2 separate regions of the Ovis aries genome follow, and region 1 is linked to region 2. Evidence: chromatin contacts called from public Hi-C data. All regions are on one chromosome and are shown on one strand. Each heading gives the region's core, a stretch centred on a gene start, on an enhancer-like site or on the middle of the called end of the contact. The rest is flanking DNA. Distances are from core to core; before and after follow the strand shown.

What was found. Hi-C and Micro-C count contacts between places; a contact is called where the count stands out from the background.
Region 1: a Hi-C map of liver shows a contact between it and region 2, with 4 times the contacts expected there. The contact joins the enhancer-like site here to the promoter of POLR1E in region 2. A contact is called at or near these places in 4 of 16 Hi-C or Micro-C datasets (hypothalamus, liver, muscle and 1 more).

The regions. Positions count from the first base shown.
Region 1 is chr2:51,322,062-51,327,561 of ARS-UI_Ramb_v3.0, reverse strand. GRHPR (glyoxylate and hydroxypyruvate reductase) reads left to right here. Exons shown (of 8, transcript XM_060409292.1): 1 at 1-5,500. It also overlaps the pseudogene LOC105607616. Among named protein-coding and RNA genes, the nearest start is that of GRHPR, 7.2 kb to the left of the region's middle. Within about 2 kb of position 1,576, at least 2 of the 54 cell types and tissues checked have an H3K27ac peak or open chromatin away from gene starts, as enhancers often do. A contact at or near this core is called in liver, where this site is marked.
Region 2 is chr2:51,260,712-51,265,969 of ARS-UI_Ramb_v3.0, reverse strand. It overlaps POLR1E (RNA polymerase I subunit E), which reads left to right and starts at 3,254. Exons shown (of 12, transcript XM_015093139.4): 1 at 3,254-3,360; 2 at 3,959-4,062. The coding sequence starts at 3,285.

The DNA of each region.
Region 1 (5,500 bases), core at 327-2,826, 63 kb before region 2:
AAGGGAGGCCAACGAGGCACCACCGATGTCATTCATTCACTTCTTCAACACATATTTCTGAACACCTGCCATGTACAAGACTGTAGGATGACAGTGGCAAACAGAGGAACAAAGTCCCTGCTCTCAAGGAGCTTATGTTCTTGTGACAGGAGGTAAGAGAGAAAAAACAAAAAAATAAGGAAATAAAGCAAGAAAAGCCAGGATAGGGGTGAAGGCTGTTCAAAAAACACTGGGACCCACTTGTGTTCAGACTTTTGAATGAGCATTTCTTCAGGAACAGCAGGATCTGTAATCAGAGCATCACTTAGGGTCTCCGCGTGGCTGAGCTGGAGCATTCCCCATCCCCTTGTTCACAGTGTTCTCTTCAAACCAGCAGCATCACTTGAATCTCACAGGAAATGCAGCTTCCTAGGTCAACCCTACATCTACTGAATCAGAACCTGCATTTTAACAAGATCCCCAGGTAATTCATCTGCACATTACAGTGAGAAGCTCTGCTCCAGCCAGAGGTCAGGGGGTGACCTGCGGCCATGGGCCAAATCTGGCCACCTATTTTGGTACGATGCCCAGGCAAGAATGAGTCTTGCTTAAACAAATGAAATCTAGGCATTTTATGACACAAGAAAATTATATGTACAGTACTTCAAATTTCAGTGTTCATACGTAAAGTTGTATTAGCACACAGCCATGCCCATTTGCTGACGTGTTGTCTGTGGTGGCTTTCAGGCTATGATGGCCACAGCTGAGTAATGCAACAGAACTGTATGGCCCACAGAGTCTAAAATATTTACAACTGGGCCCTTTGCAGAAAAATTTTGCTGATCTCTGCTCTAGTTCATCTCCTTGAAGAATCAGGGCAGTAACTTGTCAGAGCTCACAGGAGCCCAGTTTGTATTTCCATATTCCACATAAGGTCTTGTTACACAGCCTCTCGTTTGGGCAGTTGAATTGCCTTTGTCTTTTCTGGATTTGGAGTGATAACCTCACTGGAAAAGATTCATGACTGATTTATGATATAATAAAGACATTTCAATGAAACTTCTATTTCAGATGAAGCTGGTTTGGAGCCCAGAATGGGATGTGGGTACCCATGGAAACTGGGTTCTTTTTAGTAGAGTGTGCATGACTGATATGAGCCTTTTGTTGAGAAGGGAGGGAACCCTGGGCTCCTGAGGAAAGGAAAGGGCTTCATAGGTCAGCACAGGGAGCTGGAAGGAGACTTTCTGGCCATAACCCGCCCACAGAGTGAGGGGTCCTGACCCTGTGGGGTGCTCTGAGGCTTTGGGACAGGCCAGCAGTTGAGACTTATCTCACGTCACCAAGTACTTGCCTGCTGTGTCTCCAGTAGGAGTTTTGGGGTCTTGCAAGGGTGTGGGTACCGAGGGGGCACAGCAGAGAGGACAGCGGTCAAGGTCTGGACTCTGGGTAAGGAAGCAGCTCTCCCCGACTCTGCCGCATCCATGGTCCCCGCTGTGCTCGTGCTTGAGGGCAGAGCTCAGCCTGCCTCAGCCCCTCCCTACTCAGACCAGCTGCCCAGAGCAGCTCGCAGCTCCCCTTTGGGGCCCATGCCTCCCACATCAGGACCTTTGCTCCTGCTAGAGCCGGGCAGTGACCGCAGTGCCTCCCTCTGTCCCCAGCTGCCTCTCCAAATCCTCCCCATAATTCAGGGCCCCGCTCAAAGTCTGCTCCTAGAAAAACTTTCTGGTTTCTCCCAAGTTAGTTTCTCTGCCTCCTTCAGCACCTTGAACCTTCCTCAAAATTAGGAGCACCATTTCTCTCTCTCTCTTCTCAGCTGCTGGTTGGGGAACAGAAGGAATAAGAGCACAACCCACAGTCATATATACTCAGATTTAAACATCATCTCATCCACTTATTAGTTGTGAATGCTTGGGCAAGTTTCTTAACATTTCTGAAACTGTTTCCTCATCTGCAAAATGTGAATAATAACAGCACCCACCACAGAGGGTTGCTGTGAAAATTAAATGAGATAATACAGATAAAGGACAGCCATGGCCACACAGCTGGCAGTCAGTAAATGTTAGCTCTCCTAGCATGTTGGAATAATATTATTACTAGTTGTTTGTTGAATAAATAGCTGAGTGGCATTAATTCTGAATCAGAGATCTGATCAGCACCCAGGGACACCTGTGCCGCACCCAGTACTGGTGGGCACTTTTCTATATGGTGCCTCTTTCAGACTTTCGCTGTGGCCTCTGAAGCAGCCACTCTCCCTGCCTCCCAGCCTGTAGCTGTCCCCGCGCTGTTTGATATTCAGGTGTCTCTGGAAGCATGCTGGGCTGTGTCACTCTATGCCTGAGTGGGTGTGGGGAGGGCAAGTTTACAAGGTCAGCCCTGGGGTGCTACAATGGGACTCTGGCCTAGAGGACCAAGGCTGGACTCTAACCATGGCTGGGGGGAACAGTGGTGGATGGAGGGAGACACGCCCCCAGGTCAGCTGGGCAGGGCTCAGGAGGGTTACTGGGTTGGCTCAGGCCCTTAAAGTTCCAGGTTCCAGAAGGCAGGAATAGGGAACAGCCTCAGAAATTGGGCAGAAACCAGATGACCAGAACAGAGGCCCAAGAGCCAAGTAGACCCCTCAGCCAGGCTGACCTGATCCAAGACCCCTGGGCTCTCTGCATCCCCTGACCAAGGGTAGGAGGGGTCCAGGGCTGGAGCAGGGGAAGGCGCTGCAGGGGGCGCATGGAGAGTGAAGCCCCTGAGGACAGGGAGGCAGACAGTGGACATGGGCGTGGCTGGGGCCCATTCTCTTCCACTGGCCAAAGAGTGAGGATGAACTTTGGTCCAATTTATCAGCATTTCCTGCGCACCTCCGAGGCCCGGGCCCTGGGTTCAGCACACACCAACCACCATGACAGGGAATGGCTGTCCCTATTCTGTGGTTTTGGAGAAGGCAATGGCACCTCACTCCAGTACTCTTGCCTGGAAAATCCCATGGGCAGAGGAGCCTGGTGGCCTGCAGTCAGTGGGGTCGTGAAGAGTCAGACACGACTGAGCGACTTCACTTTCACTTTTCACTTTCATGCATTGGAGAAGGAAATGGCAACCCACTCCAGTGTTCTTGCCTGGAGAACCCCAGGGACGGGGGAGCCTGGTGGGCTGCCGTCTATGGGGTCGCACAGAGTCAGACACGACTGAAGCGACTTAGCAGCAGCAGCATTCTGTGGTTTGGAAACCAAAGCTCAGACAGAAGCGCTTTGCCAGATGCCACCTGGCCAGTATGCGGCCAAGGCAGATCTTGTGAGCCGGCCTTGTTCTCACAGAGCCTCACACACAGGCCTGACCCTCTGCTTCTAGGCCCTCAGGGGTGTCCTCACCCCCCTCTGGGTACGAGGCTGCATAACATGACCACAAACCTAGTGGTTTCCAGCAACAACACCCCTTGACTATCTCACAGATGACCAGTCACATACAACTAGATAGAAAGTTCCACAAAGCAGGAGATCCAATTTAGAAATAGACCCTAAAAGACCCACATTTAGTATATGATAGAAAAAGATGGTTTATTTCATAAAAGGTGTTGAATAATTTGCTATCTGAAAAAATAAATGGATCAAAATTTCAGTAAAAAATTAAACCGCAAAGGTACCAAGCCTAGAAAGCATTATACACACACACGTGTATATGTGTGTGTGTGTATATATATATATATAACTCCATGTGAAAAAGATTTTTTTGTGAAAAGGCAACTTTAAAACATAGCCCCCCAACTCTTCCATACTCTTCCCATCAAGAAGTGGGGTCTCTGTCACCTCCTGATTCTGGGCTCAGCGACCGTGTGGCCAAGAGAATATGGCAGAAGTGAGGCAGTGCCATTTCCAGGCTCAGGCCTTAAGTGCCTGAGAGCTCCCTGTTCTGTCTCTTGCAACGGCCCAGGCTCCAGGCTGTGAGAATGTGCAGGCCACAGGCCGGGGGTCCTACAGAGGGCCCAGCTGATGGCCAGCCTCAACAGCCAGGCACTTGAGTGGGGAAACCTTCAGCTCCCTGCAGCCCAGCCACCATCCAACTTCTCAGGAAAAATCATCCTGAATGAGACTCTCTTACTGAGCCCAGCCAACCTCCAAAACCATCAGAGGTAATAAGGGAATGATTGTTGTTGCTTTAAGCCACTGTGTTTTTAGATAATTTATTATGCAGCAGTAGATACACTGTGATACACAGTGTGTGACAAAACCTAGAAGCCACAAGAATAAAAACGTCTTCATTAAAAATAATTAACAAAATCATAAGACAAAAAAAACCTGGGGGAAAGACCATATTTGTAACTCATTATAGACAAAGGGCTAATTTCGTAATGTACAAATAGTACCTACAAATCACTAAGGCAAAGATGCCCAGCTCACCTGAGTAGGCAAAGAACATCCATAGATAGTTTATGGAAAAGGAAATGGCTCTTAAATGTATGAAAAGTGCTTAACTTGGCTCAAAAGAGAACTAAATTAAAATTAAAATAAGATGCCATCAAGATACAATACGATACCATAGAGTGACACAGGCCTCTTTCTGGGCCAGTCTCTCCTTCCTATCTGGGCCTTGAAGAGGCAGACTGGATTCAGATTAACATCCACAGAGAAGAGACCAACAGGTAGGGCTTTTGCCTTCTAGGAGCTCCCAAGCCTGGGAGCAAGTATGCGAATAGCCTGTGGTAGAGATGAAGCCGGCAAAGCTGAGAGAGAAGTCTGGGCCCCTCACTTGTTTACTCAGCATGTGCACCTCTGACCAGCTGCTATTGCTGGGGTATGGGTTTCCTTGAATGTGTTACTATTTATTAAGCACTCGTGACATGTGTTACCTTGTGTGGTTAGGCCACTCACGGTGCTAGGCTCTTTTCTCTGTATATCTGCTGCTGTATATCTGGTCCCTGCTTCACAGACTATCCAATCCTCTTATAATTAGAGGGCTTAATTAGTCCCTGGTGACTGATGGGCCCACCTGATGCCAATTCCCTCCTGCAAATGGTCGCCTTCTCCCTCAGGTAGGAAAGACTGCTGCAATGTCCTGCCAGCGTCTGTTTGGCAAGGTGTGGCTCCAGGACCCTTTGTATATGATCCCTGTCAAATAAACCACTGATGTCTCTGTCTCCAGGCTCTTTCTTCAGTTTCGAAGCTAGACAACTACAAGGCTTGTAGGCCTGAGGTGTGCAGCCCAATATACCTGCTGTTTGTAAGTACTGTACATAGGTATCCTCTCAACAAGCCATGAGGCAGGTAAGTACTATTACACCTATTTTACAGATGAGGAAACTGAGGCATGTAGAAGGTTAGGACTTGTCCTTAGTGGGTCACAGAGCTGCGATTTAAACCCAGGCAATCTGGCTCCAGAGCCCGAACTCACCTCTCTCATGGCCTCGGTGCTTGGTGACTATCAAACATGGCCCAGGGCCCATGCAAGTGTTGCCTGCTTAATTAATAATCACAATAGCCCTCAAAGGGAAGTGCTCATCACCCCATCTTGAAGCTGAAGAAACAGCCTTAGGAAGAGG
Region 2 (5,258 bases), core at 2,005-4,504:
TAATTAAACAATATAGGTGTATACTACAGTCCCCTTCCCATTAATATTTTCCTTTTGATAGAATCTCTGTCACTTTGAACTCTTGCCTGTGGGAATCCTGGGAGTCTTTGCTCTCAAGCAATGTGTCATATTCTTCACTCTTCCACTCAGCTATAAAGCAGCCAATTCTTAGGGCTTTCACAGACATTGACTGGTAAAGATGTACCTTAACAGGGAAAGTCTTGGACTTTCCTGGTGGTCCAATGGTTAAGACTCCCAACTTCCACTGCAGAGGGTCATGGGTTTGATCCCTGGATCCCTGGTTGGGGAAATTCCACATGCCTTGCAGTGGAGGGAAAAAAAGGAAAATACTCTTGTACAACAGTGCTCCACAAACTTGAAGGGCAAATGAGTTACCTAGTGATCCTGTTAAAGTGCAGATTCGAGTTCTCGGGTGATGTTGATACTCTTGGCCCAAAGATCACACACTTTGAGTAGCAAGACCATATAATAAGTCCCTATATGCAGAGGGGCAAGACACTTCTCTCAAGAACTATAATTGATTCCTTGTATCTACTACAGTCTTCTTTGTCACTTGTTAACCATGATTTAACTCTTCCTGTTTTATTTAACCCTCCCACATTTACAGAGAATCTGCTATTTGTAAACTGAATGCCAGTTAAATTTAAGCAACTTTACTGTTTTTAAGCTCCAGTCCCTATGCTAGGCTCCTAGGATTTGTGATGATTCAAACTTATTCCTTGGCTTGTCACTCATTTCATTCAACCTTTATTGAGGGTCTACTATGTTCCAGGCACTGCTCCAGGAGCTAAAGATTCAGCAGTGAACAAAACAAACAAATCTGTTTATTTTCAAATCTGGGAATATTTGAAAGAAAAACTAAATGATGATAGTAGCAGATTCTAATCTGTTGAATAAAATAGGAATCCACAAGTCCACACTGATTGATGTAAATAAATAAATAGGAAGTGTGATGAACAGGATATTTACTTAGTCTATATGTACCTGCCCACAAAATACCTATTAATTACAAAGGGAAAACAATACTGTGGAGAAGCCTGGTTGATAACCACTTCAGTTAAGTGATCAAAGTTACTATCAGCAGTAATGGAACAAATTGAAATTGTGTACCAGCTCACATGATATAATGAGAATAGCATCATATCTGTAATATTCCTGCCAAAGATGCATGAACTGAGATTCATAAGTTGGAAACATTAGACAAACCCAGATTGAGAGACATTCTACAAAATAAGTGCCCTATAACTGGCTTTTTAAATTTAAAATTCAAAGTCAAAATAAGAGTGAAGAATGTTCTGGGCTGAAGGATACTACAGAGCTATGATAGCTAAATGCAACATGTGGTCCTGGGTAAGAACTTTTGCTATAAAACATTACTGGGACAGTAAATGAACTTAAATGGGGCATGATGATTATATGGTAGTAATGCAGCAATGTTAGTTTCCTGATTTTGACATCTGGGTTGTAGTTATTTCTGGTGGCTCAGAGGTAAAGAAACTGCCTGCCAATGCAGGTGATGTGGGTTTGATTCCTGGGCTGAGAAGATCCCCTGGAAAAGAAAATGGCAACTCACTCCACTATTCTTGCCTGGGAAATCCTGTGAACAGAGGAGGCTGTTGGGCTACTGACCCCAGGGGTTGCAAAAGAGTCAGATGCAACTTAGCAACTAAACAGTTGTAGCTACTTAGGGATCATTGTGGTCTGTAGGAAATATTACATGGTCTTCAGGGTGATGGACATCAGGTTGATAACTTGGTCTGAAAAGATCAGGGCAAAAACAAGATTCTTTGCACTATGCCTGCAGTGCTTCGGAAAGTGTGATTGGGTAATTAGAAGAGTGACATGTGCTCAGGCAAAGGGAAGCTAGGGTGTTAAAGGTGATTTGGATCATCTTGGAGGTATGCGTCGGGGGGAAAGAGGATGAGTCTAGGAAGAAGGCAATTTGGAAAATAGATAATCTGGTTCTTTCCTTTCAATAGTATTTCCCTTTGGGCAAAAGGGGCCTTGGCCCGGGTCATGCTCAAAGCTCCGTAGGCCATGCTTTGACTCTCATTTTATTCTAATAACTCCCGATAAAGGATGGAGGGAAAGTTGAATCCATAAGAACAAAGGGACATGCCCATAAGATTGGGTTCTTCCTTCCAGTCCACCCCAGAATCCTTGAGCCTTCTGGGCTTCTCCCTTGGTCCATCTTCACAGGGTTGATTGAGCCACAGGTGTATGCACGCCTAGGCCCAAGAACTGATCATAGCTGTTTACAGGCTTGTGGACCAAGCTTAGGGGTTTAAGGACTGATGTCCAGGTGTGTGGATGGAGGACTTGGAGAAATGCTGCTCTCTGCCAGTCACCACATTTTAGCTGGAGCTGAAGGATTGCCTATTAGTGAATTCTAAATTTGAACTCGGGCTTTCAGATCTTAGTATTAATAAGACATATTTACACAGTAGTAGAGATAGACACTGGAGAAGGAAATGGCAACCCACTCCAGTGTTCTTGCCTGGAGAATCCCAGGGACGGGGGAGCCTGGTGGGCTGCCGTCTCTGGGGTCGCACAGAGTCGTACACGACTGAAGCGACTTAGCAGCAGCAGCAGCAGCAGAGATAGACATGGAGACGGCAATGGCACCCCCCTCCAGTACTCTTGCCTGGAAAATGCCACGGACGGAGAAGCCTGGTGGGCTGCAGTCCATGGGGTCGCTAAGAGTCGGACACAAGTGAACGACTTCACTTTCACTTTTTCACTTTCACGCATTGGAGAAGGGAATGGCAACCCACTCCAGTGTTCTTGCCTGGAGAATCCCAGGGACGGGGGAGCCTGGTGGGCTGCCGTCTATGGGGTCGCATAGAGTCGGACACAACTGAAGCGACTTAGCAGAGATAGACAATACCCCACTTAGATTGTGCAGAGGAAGAAATCCCACACAACGCAAGGCTTGTAGACGCGAGCACCCTAGCAGCACACAAGGTGTAATGCGCTTTCTGAGTGCTGGGCCAATCAGGTACTGCACCTTGGAGAAGCTGGCAGGGCAAGGTGAGGACGGAGGCCACGCCTCTTGGAGAGGTGGGGCGAGGGTGGGCGGGGCAGGCGCGCCTAAGCGCTTCGGAAAAGGGCGCTTAGGGGGCGATGTCCTGTGGGGCGGAGCCACCGTCTTTGCATGCGCGGGGCGGTGCCCGGAGAGACCACGCCTCTTCCGGTCCGCGGCACTTCCTCCGCGTGTGGCTGCCGCTGTTTTAACTCCGGTGATTGGCGGCTGGCGAGGTGAGATGGCGGAGGAGGTGTTTCCGAGCGCGAGGTGGCAGTACTGTAGGGAGCCCGACGACAGCCAGAGCGCTCTACTGGGTAAATACTGCGAAGCTGGAGCAGGTTTTCCTGTAACTTCCTCCCCTTCCGTTCCGGTACCGCTACAGCCCTCCACTTCTCACGTCCGTCCAGCCGCATTCCCGGCTGGGTCAGGGCCCTGATAGGCTCCATGACTCCTTGGGGCTCGGCCAGGGCTCTCCTGTCATCTTGTCTCTCTGTTACTACCTCCCAGGTGGATGAGGGCATCCCAGTTACGTCCTCCCCAGGGCTGGGGCTGTATGTATCCAGGACCCCGTCATCCCCTCACCCACCAGGTCTCACACCTGCTCCATTTCCTTCTCCCCATTGGCCAGGGATTCCCTCAGCCTTTCTAGGTTTGGCCGAGGTCTCCTTAGTCAGCCCCACTCCCCTAGTTATTCCTTCCCGTGGAGGCCCGTCCCCAGGGATCCCCTCATGGCTCCAACCCGTCACCACCCCAGGACCACTTGGACCAGGACAGCTTTGGGTTAGGACCCGGGCTTCCTTGCCATCCCCATTCTCCGAGTCGGTCACTCCCTCCCCATTGACGATTAATTTCCTCCCCACCATACTCTGGATATTTCTGCTCTCATTTCATTCTTATACTGTAATCTTACAGTCCAGTTCTCCAATGGGAGGCTACAGAATCCAGGCAACATGCGCTTTACCTTGTACAAAAACAACGACTCCACAAACCCCAGGAAGAGGAGTCAGCGGATCCTGGTAAGTGCCGCTGTGGCCAGTCACCTCCACTCTGCAGACCTCAGGAGGCCCTTTGGGTGTGGGTTGATGTAGGAAGGATAGGAGAAAAGAGGGGGAATAGCAGGTGAACCTTTGAAGAATATTGTGCCCCAGCAGGCTGGGGTGTGGAGACAGGCCCCATTCAGTTTCACACTGGTGGTGAAGTGATGGCTTTTTATTAATTTGTTCAATCAACAAGCATTTATTGAGTCCCCAGTGTGGCCCTGGACTGTAAGCTGCTGGAGAAATAGCTAAGTCAGACCTGGACTCACTCTGAGGAAGCTGATACTATAGAGCAGTGTTTTTCAACCTCGGCACTATTGACATTCTGACCCAGATATGTCATTCTTTGTTGTGGGGGCTGTCTTGTGCATCATTGGATATTTAGTAGCTTCCCTGGCTTCTGCCCACTAGTAGCACTTCCTAGTTGTGGCCAACAGAATGTCAGACATTCCCAGATATCTGCATTCCCTGCTCTAGAGAGGTGAGAACTGAATGTGAGGAACTCATACATAAGTAAACAAAGCTCGGGGTTCCAGGGAGAGAGAGTACAGAGCAGGGCAGAGTGAGCTGAGTCAGTGAAGGCTCTGCTTGCCAGAATGTCTTCCTGGGGGAGGGTGTATGGGAGCTGAACCCTGAAGGATGGAGGAGGGTTTAACAGCTGAAGTTAGTATTGCAGGTGAAGAGGACAAACATGGGGAGAGGGCAGGGAAGCTTGGCTCTGATTAAGGAATGAATTCACCACCTCCATGGCGCTGAGGGGCTTCCTTGGTGACTGGCTCAGTGGTAAAGAATCCACCTGCCAATGCAGGAGACGTGGGTTCGATCCCTGGGTCAGGAAGATCTCCTGGAGAAGGAAATGGCAACCCAATCCAATATTCTTGCCTAGAAAATTCCATGGACAGATGAGCCTAGTGGGCTATAGTCCATGGGGTTGCAAAAGAGTTGGACACAACTTAGTGACTAAACAGCAATAGCAGTGATCCTGAGAGCAAGTAAGGAGCAGTCATGATAGAGGTGGGCAGAGAGGTTCAAGAAAGCGGGCTTTATGTTGCCTGCAGAATCATTTTGTTGCATGCCTCTAAGCTATGGAAGCCTAGGGCCCGTCTCCGAGTCCTGAGGTGCAGCTCCACCAAGAACTTTCAGACTAGCTAGAAGCCAGCACTACCTGGAACTTT